Linked DNA regions of Triticum aestivum: region 2 is linked to region 1. Evidence: chromatin contacts called from public Hi-C data. All regions are on one chromosome and are shown on one strand. The core of a region is the stretch at or near the end of the contact, and the rest is flanking DNA. Distances in the headings are between cores, read along the strand shown. Region 1 has its middle 120 kb from the start of LOC123058735. Region 2 holds the start of LOC123062455 (protein NUCLEAR FUSION DEFECTIVE 4).

Region 1 (7,955 bases), core at 3,645-6,144:
AACTTATGGCCATGGACGATGCCCTCTCGATCGTTGTAGGCAAGGGAGAACTCTCCGTGACATCATCGATAGCTTGAAAAACGGTCTTATATTATACGGGATGGAGGAAGTAGAAAGCACGCTAAACTGCTGGAGCCTTCATCGTTGTCCTCGACCTTACCAAATAGGCCAGTAGAATCAAATATAGGACGAGGAGGCGCGGCCACGGGAACACGCATTTGCTTTAAGAGCAAGGTACACTTAGGGATGTTTAGTTTCTAGTCACATATTGTCACACTTTGTTACACCTCACTTTAGACACATTTGACCAAGTTAGGTGGATGTTTGGTTCTAGCCACATTTAAGGTAATAATTTTTTTATGAGCAGTGAATCCCACATATTATAGACACAAAAAATGTGACAAGATTTCTTTAGGCATGTCAAAGTGTGGCTAACAATTTGAGCAAATCAAGTTAGACAAGTATGGCAAAAACAATATGACAACAAGGTAAACATAATCACAATTCAAACAACCCCTTAATTGACAGAAAGAAATGTGCCACAAGTATCAGTATATTTACATTGAAAGGGATGAAAGATGGTCCAGGTATTCGGGGAAAAAGGGACCACTTCACTTGTGGCAGCAAAATAAAATGCATTACACATATTAGTTACGCCCTATTGGGCCCACTAATTAAATCTCGATAGCTTGGTCGATGTTAATTAGGGAAAGAAATACATGGTTGTATCCTTTCTAAAAAAATACTTCCTCGTCCCAAAATTATTGTTTTAGATTTGTTTAAATATAAATGTATCTAGTCATGGTTTAATGTTAGATACATCCGTATCTAGACGAATGTTAGACAAGAATTTTGGGACGGACATAGTAGAAGGTAGTGTATCCTTCATTTAGTTGCTTATATTCAGTTTGTCTAAAAGATGTTTATTTTTTCAGTTAAAGTTTACAATCCCCTCTGGTTCACGAAATATTTGAAGTTTTGGACATCCATATGATCTTCAAGATGTAATTTTGACACTATAATATATACACTTTTCTTCTAACAGCATTTTTCAGATACACTTTTCTAACAATTATACACTTTTCTTCTAACAACATTTTTCAGATAAACATACACACTCTTTTCCAAGTTTTCGATCAAATTATTTAAAATAAAACTTCAAAAACATACGCAAGTCACAAGGTTTTAAACAAGCGAACCACAAAAATGCTCACGAAGAGCCGAGGATAAAAGCCACAACCGGCTGGCAAAAGAAAGATAAAAAAACTAATTGTCTATCTTATTACATGACCGCCATCCAAACCGGCTGAATATAGCCCGAACTACCATCTTCCATCGGATAGATCCAGTAACCAAATGCTGCGTGGCCTCCGTCTGCGTGAGTAACAACCACATACAGATCAAAGTAGTGGCTCGGAATATAACCTGTAAAAAATAAGTATTTGTTGTTCTGTTAAAAACCAAATCATTCCTGCAGTTCTAGACTGTTTTAGCGACGTCGGTTAAATCGGGCGTACATCGTACCTGGACGGCATTGCCTCCGGCGATCGATGCTTCGTTTCTACTCCCTCCGTTCGGAATTACTTGTCGCAGAAATAAATGTATCTAGACGTATTTTAGTTCTAGATACATCCATTTTTAAGACAAATAATTCCGAACTAGGACGTGCCACACGCAGCGGGCAGTCACGCTTATGGCCCAGCTGGCCTCGTCTCGCCGTGACAGGAAACAGAGTCCCGAGATGCTCGGAGAAGAGGACGCTGTTTGGCCTCTTTCTTGTCAGCACCGTCCGGAAATGGACAGACACAATCAATTAAGTGTTAGCTGATCGATCACTAGACTCGCTAAGCCTCGTCCTCGAGTAATCAATAGATCCATTTTTGAACCGGACGTACGAGAGAGCGAGAGAGCGTGTCGGTGCGTACGGCGATTATAAAAGGCGTGCGACAACGTTGGCCGTTCAAAGCCGGCCGTGCAGCTGCACGTCGGCGTTGCACGGAGCGCGCGCTGAAAAAGAAGTTCACAGAGCGGCAAGGCCGGAGCGCGTCCGCGAGCGGGGTGCGTTGCCGTGGCCGGCAGCTCAGCGCCGCGCGCACGTCTGGGAGCGAGCTCTGGACTCTGATCCGCGCTTGGGGCCAAAGCCGCGGAAGCGTGCGGTTCACATCCACGGTCTGATAGGAACACCTGGATCTCTGGGGGCGGGGGGGCCTGGCCGACGACACGACGCAGGTCGGTCGATCCTGCGATGAACTGTGTAGCTTTTGATTCTCGATCGCCCGCATGTGGCCGGCCGGGCGGGGCGGGTGGCCCAGCCGAAGAAAAACGCCAAAAGCTAGCAACGCCGAGAAGCCCTCGTCCGTCAGTAGCCAGCCCTAGTAGGGCGAAAGAGACGGCACGGCATCGGTGGTGCGCTGCGTAGGTTAGTTCACTCATAATAACGATCAAGGAAGGTTTTTTTTTCATTCAGTTGGAGCCATCAAGGAAGATGGCAGTTAGTGTAGTTACGTACGTGATCATCACACGCTCGCTCGCTTTTACTAGTAATTACTCATAATTGTTGCCTCAACTTCTGGTAGGAGTAGTTTACAGTGACGCCGGCCGGTGAAATAGGTCGTTGATACGGTTGCATTGCGATCACTTTATTCTCTGCTTAGCCTTTTCAGGGCATGCTGTACAATGGTTGATAAGACAATTTTTTTTAAATCTTACGTGTAATTTAGGGATGAAAAAAAATATCTACAATGAATCATTTTTTAGCTTTATCTTCAGTAACTAGTGTAGTACTTCCTCCATCCGGAAATATTTGTCGTAGAAATGGATATAAATGGATGTATCTAGAACTAAAATATATCTTTGATACATCCATTCCTCGGACAAGTATTTTCGGACGGAGGGAGTATAATTTCTAATAACATGATGTGACATATTGTGCTAAGAGATCATCTCTGGTCTTCTTTTAAATAAGAGAAGACAAACATTTTTTTTAATTAGTTCTTTTTTCTTCACCTCATCATCTATCCTACTGGCACTCCTAAGATAAATCATTGTACATGCCCTCACACACATGTAAAAGTGACAGCGAGCGCCGTGTGTGCGCTCTAAACCCGGAATGCATGTGTGCATGCGCTTTGTGTTATGTTATGGGCCGCAAAGATCGGTGTCATGGCTAAACCGAAAAGACCAGAGGAGGCATAGCTACGGCCTACGGTCGATTCAGATAAGGGGGGAGAAGAGAAACATTGCGTAGTGACTGGAGCGGTTAGTGGAAATGCCGGACCCTTTGGCACCGCGTGCGCGTGCGCGTGAAAGGGCGAGGAGGGAAAGATGTTAGAAATATTAGCACTTTTCTGACTAATTTAATCCACGAGTATACAGTAAACATGATAAACACGATATACATCTTATATCGATATCTAAGCATGTGAGCACATATAGTACATAGAATCAAAACATTTATAAACATCATATATATGACCAATACATGAACGAGCAAATAGGGGATGAACGAGTCATACCCTCCGGTTGGCCAGGCCAACGCGGCAGCGACAGCGGCAGCCTCGGCATCGGCCGAGGCCTTCTTCTTGGCGGCTTCGTCGTCAGCCATGGAGTCGATCTAGGGAAAATAGTGGATGTGGAGGTGGACTGAGACAGGGATGGATCGGGAGCAATCGCGTCGAGACGCTTCCCAAAAATCTTATTGTCGTTCTTCCGGGCAGGATCTCGAACGACAGGGTTCTAGAGGCACCTGCTCTCCCGACCAAGCGTGCACGCGGTCGTTGAAATGGAATCGCCGAAAACAGCATAGAAGGAGTGAGTGAACTGAGCTAAGGGTTCACTCCACTGGCCCATGCCTTCTTATATAGGTCGTTAGGTAGATGGGCTCATTCCCGCAAACCGCAGCGCGCGTGCGCCGTGGCGAGGCAAGGCGGGCGGCGGCGGAGGGCATGTGTACAACTCATATTTCCAAGCTCCCAATGACATGTGATAGAGCAGACCTTATAAAGGCGCACCACTTTTCTTACTGTAGCAACATGATACTAAACTTTTCACCACTTGTCATGCATCTAAATTGATCGTTAGAGATTAATCAGAGATTATAGTCTTATATAGGCTAAGCCCATCTATAATGCAACAAAAGAGACCTGCATGAGTGCATGCCAAAGAAAGGTGGTATGAACCCCGATCACTCGCGAGTTGTGACGCGTAAAGCGACAGTGAGAGGAAACGGGCCAAGGAACGAAACGAGCTGAAAATAGCATGCATGGAGGATGGAGCTGCCGCGCACTCACCCAGCGCAGCGGATCGAGCAGAGCAGTCCATTGTGCTTGTGCGCGACGAGAGAGGCGGATGGGAAGGAAAGCGACGGCCGCCGCACCGCCGTAATCATATACCCCGGATCATAGTGCGTTCTCCGGTTCGACCCGAGCCCGGCCGGTCGCGCGCCGACCTGGCACGGGCGTCGACGTCCAGAGGGCACGGGTGGCTCTAGTGCTGGGAGGCCCGCCCTGGCTCTGGGCCTCTGGCTGTCGTCGGTCTTGCACGACTGTAATAGCTACCCGGCGCCGCCCGTGCCGTCCATGGGTAAAAGCGTCGTGGACCGACCGCGCCGGCTTTGCGGGAAAATCCCTGCCCGCCGGCAGTCACGGCCCGCGGTGGGTTGGTGCGGTTTGGTGGCCCGGTCGAACGGAAACATTTCACGTTCTCAGCTCTGTCGCCAAAGACATGAGAGAAAAGCTGACCATGGTCTGCATGAAGAGTAGATCGCGCCGTGGACCATTCCGTTTCGCGGAGGCGAGTGTGGCGATCACGACCTCCGCACGGTACATAGTACTACTCATGCAAGCTGCTGGCAGTGGGCCAAGCATTTCCAGGCGAGCCATTGAATGTCGAATCAATTGGACGTCGACCCGCCCCCATGGACAGCGGTCTGTGGGGTTCGTCCGCGTGTGACGCCGCCGTGACGCCATGATCGCGTCGACGCTTGGTCGACGTCGGTCGACCGCGCCGAAACAGAAGCAAAACGGAAACCGCGGCATCACAGGCGAGCTAGCTAGCCGAGCTGTCGCAACAGAGCTACAGAGCCACCAGCACAGCATCGGACGTGCCCACGTGTGCGCGTTTCAAGTGAGATGGCGGCTAGCTGGCTGGCTGGCTGGGGCCTCCCCCACGTAGCGGCCCCGCCCTCGGCGCATCGACGAACTGGGCCATTCAACCGATCGCCCTAGGGCATGGCCTTCATTGCAGCGACTCTGAAACCGTACACCGATACACGTATTAAATGTTTGGATCGTGCTTGCATATGTCTGTTTTGTTAGCTATGTGTACTGTAGTAGTACGTGTATCTACTATTCCCAAACAGGCGGTGTTTATTGTATCCGTATGCATCATGCTGATGCAGATGTGATGCAGTATACACCATGCAAGTGTTGTTACTGTCGGGACAAGAAAAAACTGATCGAGGTGGCTTTTTTGCTGATCCAAGTGCTGTCTCCACAAAAGTTATCCGCGGGAATACACCTTTTTGACCTGCCCTTTCCCGACCGTAGACGGTAACTAGGACTGATACTACTAAACAGGGACAGGGCATTTGAGAAGAACATTTCTCCCATGCACGGGAGGTCCTGTGCATGGGAGGGCCGTTCATTTTTTTCTCGAGATTCGATCTTGTCCATTAATGCTGTTTGTAGTTTGTCAGATCTTTCTCTGACCACATGCAAGCCTATGCTCCATCACCCCATGCTTTGTTATTTTATTTCCATGTTTAAAACTATTTTATCTTTTAAACCAAAAGTACCATTTATGATCCGTTTGCATATTTGTGTTTATGACGAGGAGAACTTTAAAACAAGATCACTTTTGAATTTGTTTCAGCATGTTCTAAAAATAATCAAATTTTAAACAGAATGAAACACTATTAAAAGTACACAAAACTATGAGATACGTTGTCAAACACTATTAAAGTTCATAGTTTTGTTTGAATAACTCACTGTTGAATTTTTATATCAAATTAATAAATTTGTATGAAACAAGTTTGAAGCTTGGTGGTTTACTTGTAAAAATATATATTTTGTAAAAATATATTCAATATTGGTCTTGTTTTAAAGATATTGTCGGAAAAAACACAATTGCGCAAACAGAATGTAAATCAAACTTTTATTTCAACATACAATATGTATCTATTTATTTGGATGAAACTTAGTGAGTAGAATAACATGTGAATGTATGCTAGATAAAAGAAAAAACGTTATAGGTGATGTCAGTGGTCCCACATAATGATAAGCAAGGAGGTGGATGCATACACGGGAGGTCTCGTGCATGGTAGAAAATCCTCTCTCCAGGGCATTTCCATTGCATCTTTCCGAGTGAGTAGCCATAGGCCCGGTCAAAATCTCTCGTATATTTGTGAGCTATTTATATATTGCTAGAGCTAAGTGGGTCGACGAGGTAGGGCTTGATGATGAGATACTCTTCTAGAAGCCTAGAAGAAGGACAAATCTTTAAATTCATGCATGCTAGCTCACCGGTACGTACTCATCTGTAGTGGTAGCGACAGCATGCACTTGTAGTGCATGTAGAGCGTCAAGACAGCTCCATTTTGCCTACATGTCAGTCGTGCATGCTGGCAATGCACGCGGCTTCGCTGAGACAATCCAAGAACAAATGTGTATGCAATTTCGCGTATATCCTTAGCTAGAATACGTAGGATGCGCACTGTGCTAACTACTACTCCCAAGCTAGTGCCAAGCTCTCCCGCGGTCCCGCCGCACGTAGGTACGGCCAACGCTGAAAGCTACTCCAGCTTGATTGATGAGAGCCAAAGCGGGCAGACCCTAGGGCCTAGCACGCGCGGCGTACGTGGTCATTCTCCCGTCTCTGGTCGAGACGTGGAAGGAGGGCAATCGCCGAGTTTTTCGACCATAACTTACCGCCGTGGGCGGTGCCCTCTCCATCGCTGTAGGCAAGGGAGAACTCTCCCTGACATCGTCGATTAATTGAGAAAAAGAAGGCACATTAAACTGCTGGAGCCTTCATCGGTGTCGTCGACCTTACCTAGTACTCCCTCAGTCCGGAAATATTTGTCATCAAAATGGATAAAAAAGGATGTATCTAGAACTAAAATACATCTAGATACACCCCCTTTTATTCATTTTGATGACAAGTATTTCCGGACGGAGGAAGTAGGTCAGTAGAATCAGATATGATGAGGAGGCACGGCCACGGGAGCACGCTTTTGTTTTAAGGGCAAGGTACACTTAATTGACAGAAAGATATGCGCAACCAATATCAGTATATTTACGTGGAAAGGGATGAGAGATGGTCCAGATATTTGGAGAAAAAGGGATCACTTAACTAGTGTCAGCAAAATAAAATGCATTACACAGCAAAATAAAATGCATTACACATGTTACGCCTTAGGCCTTATTCGGTTGAGGTGGTTTTTGAAAGGGAATGGCAGGGTTTGAGGGGGATTAGATCCCCTACAAGCCAAAATCATCTCCAGTCCACTCCAATCCCGCTGGAAGGAGGATTAAACGAACAAGGCCTTATCGGGTCCATTAATCGATATCTATATCTGTACCTATTAATAAAAGGGCTATTGCTTCTGCCCGGCCGGCGTCATATTTGCAGCTGGCTAAGTCAACGGGCTAGAATTTTTATTACGGGCCATTAATTTTTTTATTATGGGCCGCTAAAAATGTTCAACATCACAACCTGCCCTCCCCTCCCTTCTGGCTGTAGCAAACAGAGTTTGTGCCGAAATTCCAGATTTGAATTAACAGTCCCACTCCGACATTTTACATCAAATCCTAGCAACTTGTATACGTTCCAAATTGCAAGAACCAACAAGCCAACAAAAAGAGGATGGGATAAGGCCAATCAAAGAGGAGAGGCGCATGAATCCAACAAAAAATAGTATGGGGGCCCAGCCTAAGAGAAAGGCCGAGACAGAGCCG
Region 2 (7,955 bases), core at 3,764-6,263, 170 kb before region 1:
AGCCGTCACGGGAGCTTCACGCCCTCGTACGAGGCGCTCGCGTTCTGCGACCTCCCCCTCGCCTGCGGCGTCCTCGGCGTCTGCTCCCTCTCCGGGAGCTGCCGCGACTTCGCCGCGCGCGGCGTCCGGCCGGCGCAGGGCGGCACCCTCTGCAACGCGACGGCGACCGGCTCCGACGCCCTCCACGACATGGTGGAGGTGAGGGGCGTCACCACCGTTCTCAGGGCCGACTCGCCGCTCACCAACGTGACGGTGCAGCAGTGCGCGGACCAGTGCCTGCGCGACTGCTCGTGCGCCGCCGCGCTCCACGTGAAGGACGACGCCCTCGCCGGCAGCGGCGTCTGCTCCCACTACGAGCTGACGGCCGGGGCGAGGGAGGTGATCGGCGGAGGCGACGGCCAGGGGCACAGCTACTGGGTGAAGGTTCTCAAGGGGAGCAAGAGCAACTGTCGGGAAGACGAAGAGGATTACAATGCCAAAAACGAGGCGCTCACCAAGATCATGATCATCTTCGGCGTAGTGGATGTGATCGGCCTGCTCTTGTTTGGCGGGCTCTGCGCGTACTTCATCTGCCTTCGTGGGCGCGCCGCCGACGAGCATGCCTGTGAAGAAGATGGGGAAGCAGCAGGCCGCGACAGAGGAGCTGTACAAGACTCATAGAAGCTGATGGATGAAATCAACTGTGGTACAAATATCATAGGGAAAAAAAAACTTGGGCGTCAGCTAAGCTGAGCGCGCAACCATACCTCTAATTCTAGCTCAGCACTTCATAGCTGGAGAACCTCTGAGACTCGAAAATTCGAACCCATTGATAATTTGAAAACTTTGGACTTGAAAATTATTTTCTTTTTTGTTGAAAATCAAAACCTTAACTCGATATTTTGGCCATGTGTAACTTCCAAGCACTTTGAAATTAACAAGGCTCCTTCCGTTCCACAAAGTAGTGCATAGTAGGTTTTTCGAAAGTCAAACATGTCTATGTTTGATCGAGTTTTTAGAATGAACTATCAGTATCTATCAGTAAGAAGTACAATTCATGATGAATTTAATGATACTAATTTTGTATTGTAGGTACATATTTTTTTCACAAGACTTTGGATCTACACATGAAAAAAGTGGGATGTTTTATCTCATATTTGATATTAGTGAAATAAGTTTTGACCTTAGTTTAGGGATTTTCAACTTTAATTTTTTATCATTTGTTTTGCTCGAGGTCGCTCAGTATTGCTTCTGCTGTCTATACCATATTGTTGCAACACCACATATTCAATATATATCGATGCTATGTGGTATGTTTGGTTTGAGCCCAACTTTAGCATTTTGGGGAGGGTTTTGCTTGCCCGTTATTCGGCCACTATTGGAAGAAATAAGAGTGGAAAATTTAGTATGGGCATACCAAAACTTTGCCAAAGTATCTAAACAAAAGGACCAAAATTTGGGGTATGACCAAAAAAATGGTAAATTAATTTGGAAACCAACAAAACATATTCGTCTTTCCTTACTTGACAAGTAATGATCTTAGATTACTACTCAAGTAGTGTTGGAAATATATTTACCGCATTGCGGTTTTCTAATCGATACATGTGGGTGTGCTTCCCGACAAAATGGACACTATCAGCAAACTCCTTTATTGAGTGTATCTTTCTATTTACGCTCCTTTCTCCAATACGGAATCACTAGGGGTTGCCCCCGTGCGCAGGTAAAAGTCTTGTCGGCACGGGGGGCGCCGGGGGGGGGGGGGGGGGGGAGTGACTTCTTTTTTTGTCGGGATGCGATCAAGGTGTGGGCCCCAACACGTGGCATCCCCGTTCTCTCTCTCACGCACACATTTTCCCTTTTTGACTGTTGGCGGCCCATCCCCGTTCTCTCTCTCACGCACACATTTTCCCTTTTTGACTGTTGGCGGCCCACGGCCATGTGTCTTTGTTCTCAATTTCACCCCATTGAAAAGCTCCATAATTTCCGAAAGTTCAAATTCTTTCGACGGTTTCATATTCTGAAAACTGGACCAAGATTTTCAGGAAACGAAACTTTAAATTCCGAAAGTAGCAAACACAAGAAATTTCACGAAATAGAAATCACCAAATATCGAAGAATTTTGGCAGGAAGCCACCAAATATGCAGAGTTCTGGTAGGAAGAGGCCCAGCAAGGAAAGAATAAAGCCCACTCTGCTATGACCAACCCGAGTCAAAAACAAATGGCCCAGACCACATATTCAATTGGGCCGACGAGAGGTTTTACGGCGCGCCGTGTCACTGACAACTGGTCCCTACGACTTGCGATCAGCGCAAGTAATTCGAAGCGAACTTGCCGGAGGGGAGCGGACTTCTCGGTCTGCCGTTGCCCACCGGCAGCCGGGAGAGGGCTTCTTCACCTCCTCGCCGTCACGGCAGCGGCCGAGCGGCGTTCAATCCTCCTTCTCCTTGTCCGCAGGCGAGGTCTCGGCGCCGCGCCACCTTGGATACGTCTTTGCGCCCTCAGTTACACGTTTCACCCCTGAGTTCCTCTCAGCTTTCACCCCTGAATTCGCTTGGTCTCACTCTGCGGTTCAACTATCGCGTCCTCCCACTTGCTGAAGTTCACTTGGATTTCGAGACACGCCAAGGCCTTGTCCTCTGTGTTTCCCATGGCGGATGAGAGACGGGGACGCTGCATCAGCAGTGCAGTTCCTCCAAGAAACTACGGCATTCAGAAGAGAGCCGTCATGTCCAGTAAGACTTGCTTCAAGGACGCAAGAAGTGAACGAGGAAATTCTCGAGGACGGCAGCCGAGTCGCCTCGGAGAATGGGCACCGCCAAAATAGTTGAGTGAGGGACTCTGAATCATGAATCATGACGAGAGTTATCATGAGCAAATAAGTGGTGTAGTCTCGAGTCTTGACTGGACCTTTGACACATATCACGTAGAAACGGCAATCCCTTATTGCGAACTTAGGTTGTTTTGACTATCTGAACTGCCTTGGAGCTTCAGATTTCACACACCTAACTGGCTTCTCAAAGCGGGACATGTGGTATCTTCACGCCAGCAGAATGTAGATGGTAGGTTGGTTAGGCCTGCATTCACCCCCTTTTGAACCAGTTGATCATCATCCTACCAATCTTCCCACTCGTCGGACCGAAACTCTGAACTCTGGATGTTGAGCTATGGACTACATCACTTTGGCATAAGGGTTGCACATGGATGCTTTTTTGAAATTCAACCGAAAGGATTGTGACGCGGCGGTTCAGACGACGGAGCAACCGAATATGCAGTCTCTTTTCTGAGTCCTACCATGTGGCTTGTCCTCTCATGTTCTGACGGCGTTTTCATGTATTATTACCGGATGAGATCAGCATTTGCTCAGGGTGATCTCACATTCGTGTACATGATTATTTGTTGCTCTGAGCCTGAACCTGAACCTGAAGGCTGAATGAATGTGATTCGCGTGCCAACCGTGGCCTCTGGATATCTCGGAAATCAAGCGTGTTGGACATGAGTATACGTTTCCATCTGTTCGTCCAGTCCAACACGACGCCACCCATCATCGTGCATCTAGTCGAACGAACGGAAACGGCAGTTCAGTCAGTCCAGCTCCAAGTCCTGTCTGAATGCAGAACGAGATGGAATTCCATCCCTTTCCATTTGTTAGGCCTCAGGTATGGTCAGACTGCACTCCGTACAGGTACAGGAGAGGAGAGGAGCAGCTAGCCCGCCTCCCAGATACCGGCGGCCACCGTATGCCCTGATGTCACCGTTACGCCGTGGGAACGGCGATTAATGGCGGGATCCGTCTTCACGCCGAAGCCGGCCCGAGGCATGGGTGCGAGCGCCAGATTCATTCAGACATGGCTGGGAGCCTGTACACGCCTCGCTCCTACGGGCCTGACATCACCTCTGTTGCCTGCAGGTCATGGCGGGTTCATTTTAATGGCGCCAAGGCGGGACGACAGTAACCGCGGCTGCGAGCGTGGCCGGAGACGCCGAGATTTAACCGTACCTGCGGGGGGGTGATGGGAACGCGGCATTACTGCGCCATGGAAACCGTGGCGATGTTTCTCAGGCGGGTGAAAGTGGCCGCCCGGCCTGAGGGTGACCGCCGGGGGACAAGGCGCCACGGACTCCCGGAGGTTCAGTGCATTTGAAAACGGGGCTGAGGTCGATCCGAGTGGCGGGAAACGCCTTCACGTCGACGCCCGGCTGAATCTCCAAGATGGCAAGAGCCCGTCCGCCGTCGCCCTCCCATATCTCGGACGAAACTGAACCCCACTCGTCGTCGGATACGATCGTACGAATTCGTCCATACCATACATACGTGATACGCGTCCCGTTCGGCTCCGGCTTCCGATTCAAACTAGGCAGGTATTGTGGTATATATGTACTGTATATGCGTCGGGCCAGGAAGGAAGAAGCCAAGCCGCAATCTTGGGAGCTTCCAAGTTCCGCCGACGCCGCAGATCGCGGAGATCGATCTCGGCTCTCGGCGATCGTCGTGTTTGGTTTCGCTTCGGCGTCCGGGGACGGCCAGATTCATCGCCATGACGTCTATGAGAGCTGGCTGGCCAAATGAGTTGTGAACCCTGCAGTCTCCCTGTCGTCGTGGCTGCCGGGTAAACCGTAACCAGCTCGGGGTAACCATGGCCAGGAGCTCGATCCTGCCATAGGTCATCCGCCATTAATTTCTGGCTAGCTAGACAGCTCAGGCTGGTCAGCTTGGAGCAGCAGCGGCCACCAGGTGTCTCGCCGCGGCAGCACCGAGCAAACTTGGAAGCAACCGGCTGCGGTCTGAATTCTGAGTCCTGAGCTCGACCGGATCGGCGTGACAGTTACACCTCGGCCCTGGCACTGCTGGCCTAACTGTGTCCGGCCCGTATACTGGCTGACGGAGAAGCCACATAGCTGAGGCAGCAGCTCGCGGCCACGTCGGAAGCGGGCCCTTAATTGCCGGCGATTTACAGCCACAACCATCCGACTTGGACGAGGAGTCGCCGGTTGGTTTACCACCGGCGGTGCATAAATACCCAGCGGCCACGGGCCATAATTATTATCAGAGCTCCAGTGCCTCCAACACCACCACCACCACCCCTGAGCCCGGACGGAGCACGTACAGCTCTCCCCTCCCCGGCGATGTCGTCGCCTTCCTCGGCCCACTGGCTGAGCCTCGTCGGGACCATCTGGCTGCAGACCATCAACGGCCCCAACTCCGACTTCCCCGTCTACTCGTCGCAGCTCAAGGAGCTCAAGGGCATCTCCCAGGTGCAGCTCAACTTCCTCGCCTTCGCCTCCGACGCCGGCAAGCTCTTCGGCTGGTTCTCCGGGGTCGCCGCGCTCTACGTGCCGCTCCCGCTCGTCGCCTTCGTCGGCGCCTCGTTCGGCCTCGTCGGCTATGGCGTGCAGTACCTCTTCCTCGACAGCCCCGCGCTCAAGTGCTGGCACCTGTTCCTGCTCACCGCCCTCGCCGGGAACGGCATCTGCTGGATCAACACCGTCTGCTACCTCCTCTGCATCAAGAACTTCGCGTCCAGGAGCCGCGTCGCCGTCAGCCTCGCCACCAGCTACCTCGGCCTCAGCGCCAAGGTGTACACCAGCCTGGCCGAGACCATGCCCCGCCTCGCCGACTCCAAGGCCAAGACGTACCTCCTCCTCAATGCCGTGGTGCCGATGATCGTCACCGTGTTCGTGGCGCCGGCCCTCAGGCTGTTCGACCTCAAGAGCGACTCCATGGCGAGCACGGACACGGCATTCCTCGTCATGTTCGCCATCACGCTCGCCACGGGCGCGTGCGCCGTGGTCGGCAGCATCGGCTCCACGGCCAGCGGGCTGTCGTCCAGGGAGCACATGGTGAGCCTCAGCGTGCTTCTGGCCGTGCCCATGCTCATCCCGGCGGCCCTCAAGATCCGCGAGAGCATGAACAAGATCTGGGAGGCCAAGCGCGAGAACAGGATCCACGATCTCGGCACCGACGACGCCGTGGTCGTCATCGAGGTGATGGACCTCGAGACCAAGGAGGAGGAGATCGTCGTGGCGGAGGAGAATCCACAGGAGGAGATCGGAGGCCTCCAGCTGCTCAAGAAGCCGGACTTCTGGCTCTACTTCTTCAGCTACATGTTCAGCGGCACCCTGGGCCTGGTCTTCCTCAACAATCTGGGGCAGATTGCCGAGTCGCGAGGTCTCGGCCAGACTTCCACTCTGGTCTCCCTGTCGTCTTCCTTCGGCTTCTTCGGTCGCCTCCTCCCGTCCTTCATGGACTACTACTCTGCAAAGTAAGCACTTCACCATTCTTTCCACACACACATGCATGATTAGATTAATGCTTATTTTCGTCTGATTGGGCCCTTGGGATCTTCTTGGAGTCTCCCTCCAGGATTCATGGGGGTCCTTTTAAATGGGAAACTTGTAACTATCAACAACTTCTAGTTCTAGAGTCGAATCTTCTCTGCTTTTGTCCATGCAATTTGTTACTTGTTTCCAGAAACAGCAGCTAACTGAATCTGTTGGTTTGTGGTGCAGAAGCGGGCACAGCATATCGCGGACGGGGTCCATGGCGTCGCTGATGGCGCCCATGGCGTGCGCCTTCTTCCTGCTGCTCAACCCGGGCAGCGTCTTCCTGTACGCGAGCACGGCCATCGTCGGCACCTGCACGGGGGCCATCACGTCGGTGGCGGTGTCGGCGACGAGCGAGCTGTTCGGCGCCAAGAACTTCGGCGTCAACCACAACGTCCTCGTGTCCAACATCCCCGTCGGCTCGCTCTGCTTCGGCTACTTCTCGGCGTTCCTGTACCAGCGGGAGGCTGGCGCGCGGGGCGCCGCCACGTGCGCCGGCGCCAGCTGCTACCAGGCCACCTTCGCCATCTGGGGCGCCACCTGCGTCGTCGGCACGCTGCTCTGCGTCGTGCTCTACGTCCGGTCGCGCAGCTTCGCCGGCAGGCTGCCGGTGAGGTTACAGTGGCTGTCGCGCGTAGCTAACTTCCTAGGCGCCCGTCAGAAGGCTTGACCCTTGACGGCGGCGGCCATGGCGGGTGATTTGATTAACTTAGGAGACACGAAGCATCGGTCTGCCGCGATGCGATCGATGTAGCTTTTTGTTTTCTTCTTTTTCATGGCTTTTCTCTTCTTGACTGATCGATCCCACGGAGGGGATGCGTACACAGATCAAGCTGGACTGAGTAGATATTGTGCAGGTTGATCATCACCTTTTCGCTGCAGATATATATGCATATAAAGAGTGATTGAGGAAAAGCAGATTTTTCCTTTTTCTCTTCAAGTATATAATGCTTCTTCATTTCCTTTTATTTTTTTCATGTTTTGGTGGCAGCATGTAGGAGTATCAACGTTGGGATGTTGATGAGTAGTGTACGTACCTGGAGCTGCAATTAACAATTAGTGCATGAAAGCAACAAGGGATGCCCTGTTTAGACTTTTATATGCTTGATTAATTACGAAAGTGGAATTCTACTAATTGATTGTGTAGTTTCGTGAGGTAGGCAGCTAGAGTTAGCTAGCTATACGTGTAGAGAAAAATCTGTTGGGCACATCCGTACATGTACGAGCGATGGAGTGAAAGCTTATAGCGGACCTTCCAAATTACAATAATTGTTCATAACATTTCGCAAAGTATGTGTCCGTAAGTCAGCACGAAAGGTGTCAATCTGCGAAGATCAAGGAAAACTCACCAGGCCGTATTCTTGTGATGTTATCACATGATTTTATAAACAAATCAAACTGTAGAAAAATGGTGACGAGGGAGGCTCCGTAGATCACGAAAATTAACGAAAATTCTAGACTTGATGGCTCGAGTGACAGTGTAACCCGCCTTTCAGGATCTTGTCTTGACCATGTAGCATGGCACACAGTAGGGTTCCATCTGCTATCGACCCGTCCCTTCCGACAATAGCATGCATCACTGGCATGCGATGCGTCCAATCAGCATCACCAATAAACAGGAACTGAGCATGGCACCACTGACATTTTACTAGTA

What was found. Hi-C and Micro-C count contacts between places; a contact is called where the count stands out from the background.
Region 2: a Hi-C map of leaf shows a contact between it and region 1, with 5 times the contacts expected there. The contact joins the promoter of LOC123062455 here to the enhancer-like site in region 1. A contact is called at or near these places in 5 of 5 Hi-C or Micro-C datasets (leaf, root and an unstated tissue).

The regions. Positions count from the first base shown.
Region 1 is chr3A:596,147,855-596,155,809 of IWGSC CS RefSeq v2.1, reverse strand. No RefSeq gene overlaps it. Among protein-coding and RNA genes, the nearest start is that of LOC123058735, 120 kb to the right of the region's middle. Within about 2 kb of position 4,894, at least 6 of the 8 cell types and tissues checked have an H3K27ac peak or open chromatin away from gene starts, as enhancers often do. A contact at or near this core is called in leaf, where this site is marked.
Region 2 is chr3A:596,319,700-596,327,654 of IWGSC CS RefSeq v2.1, reverse strand. LOC123062455 (protein NUCLEAR FUSION DEFECTIVE 4) reads left to right here and starts at 5,013. Exons shown (of 2, transcript XM_044485976.1): 1 at 5,013-6,240; 2 at 6,488-7,244. The coding sequence starts at 5,105. The coding sequence ends at 6,971. It overlaps LOC123057021 (EP1-like glycoprotein 3), which reads left to right. Exons shown (of 2, transcript XM_044480200.1): 2 at 1-660. The coding sequence ends at 660.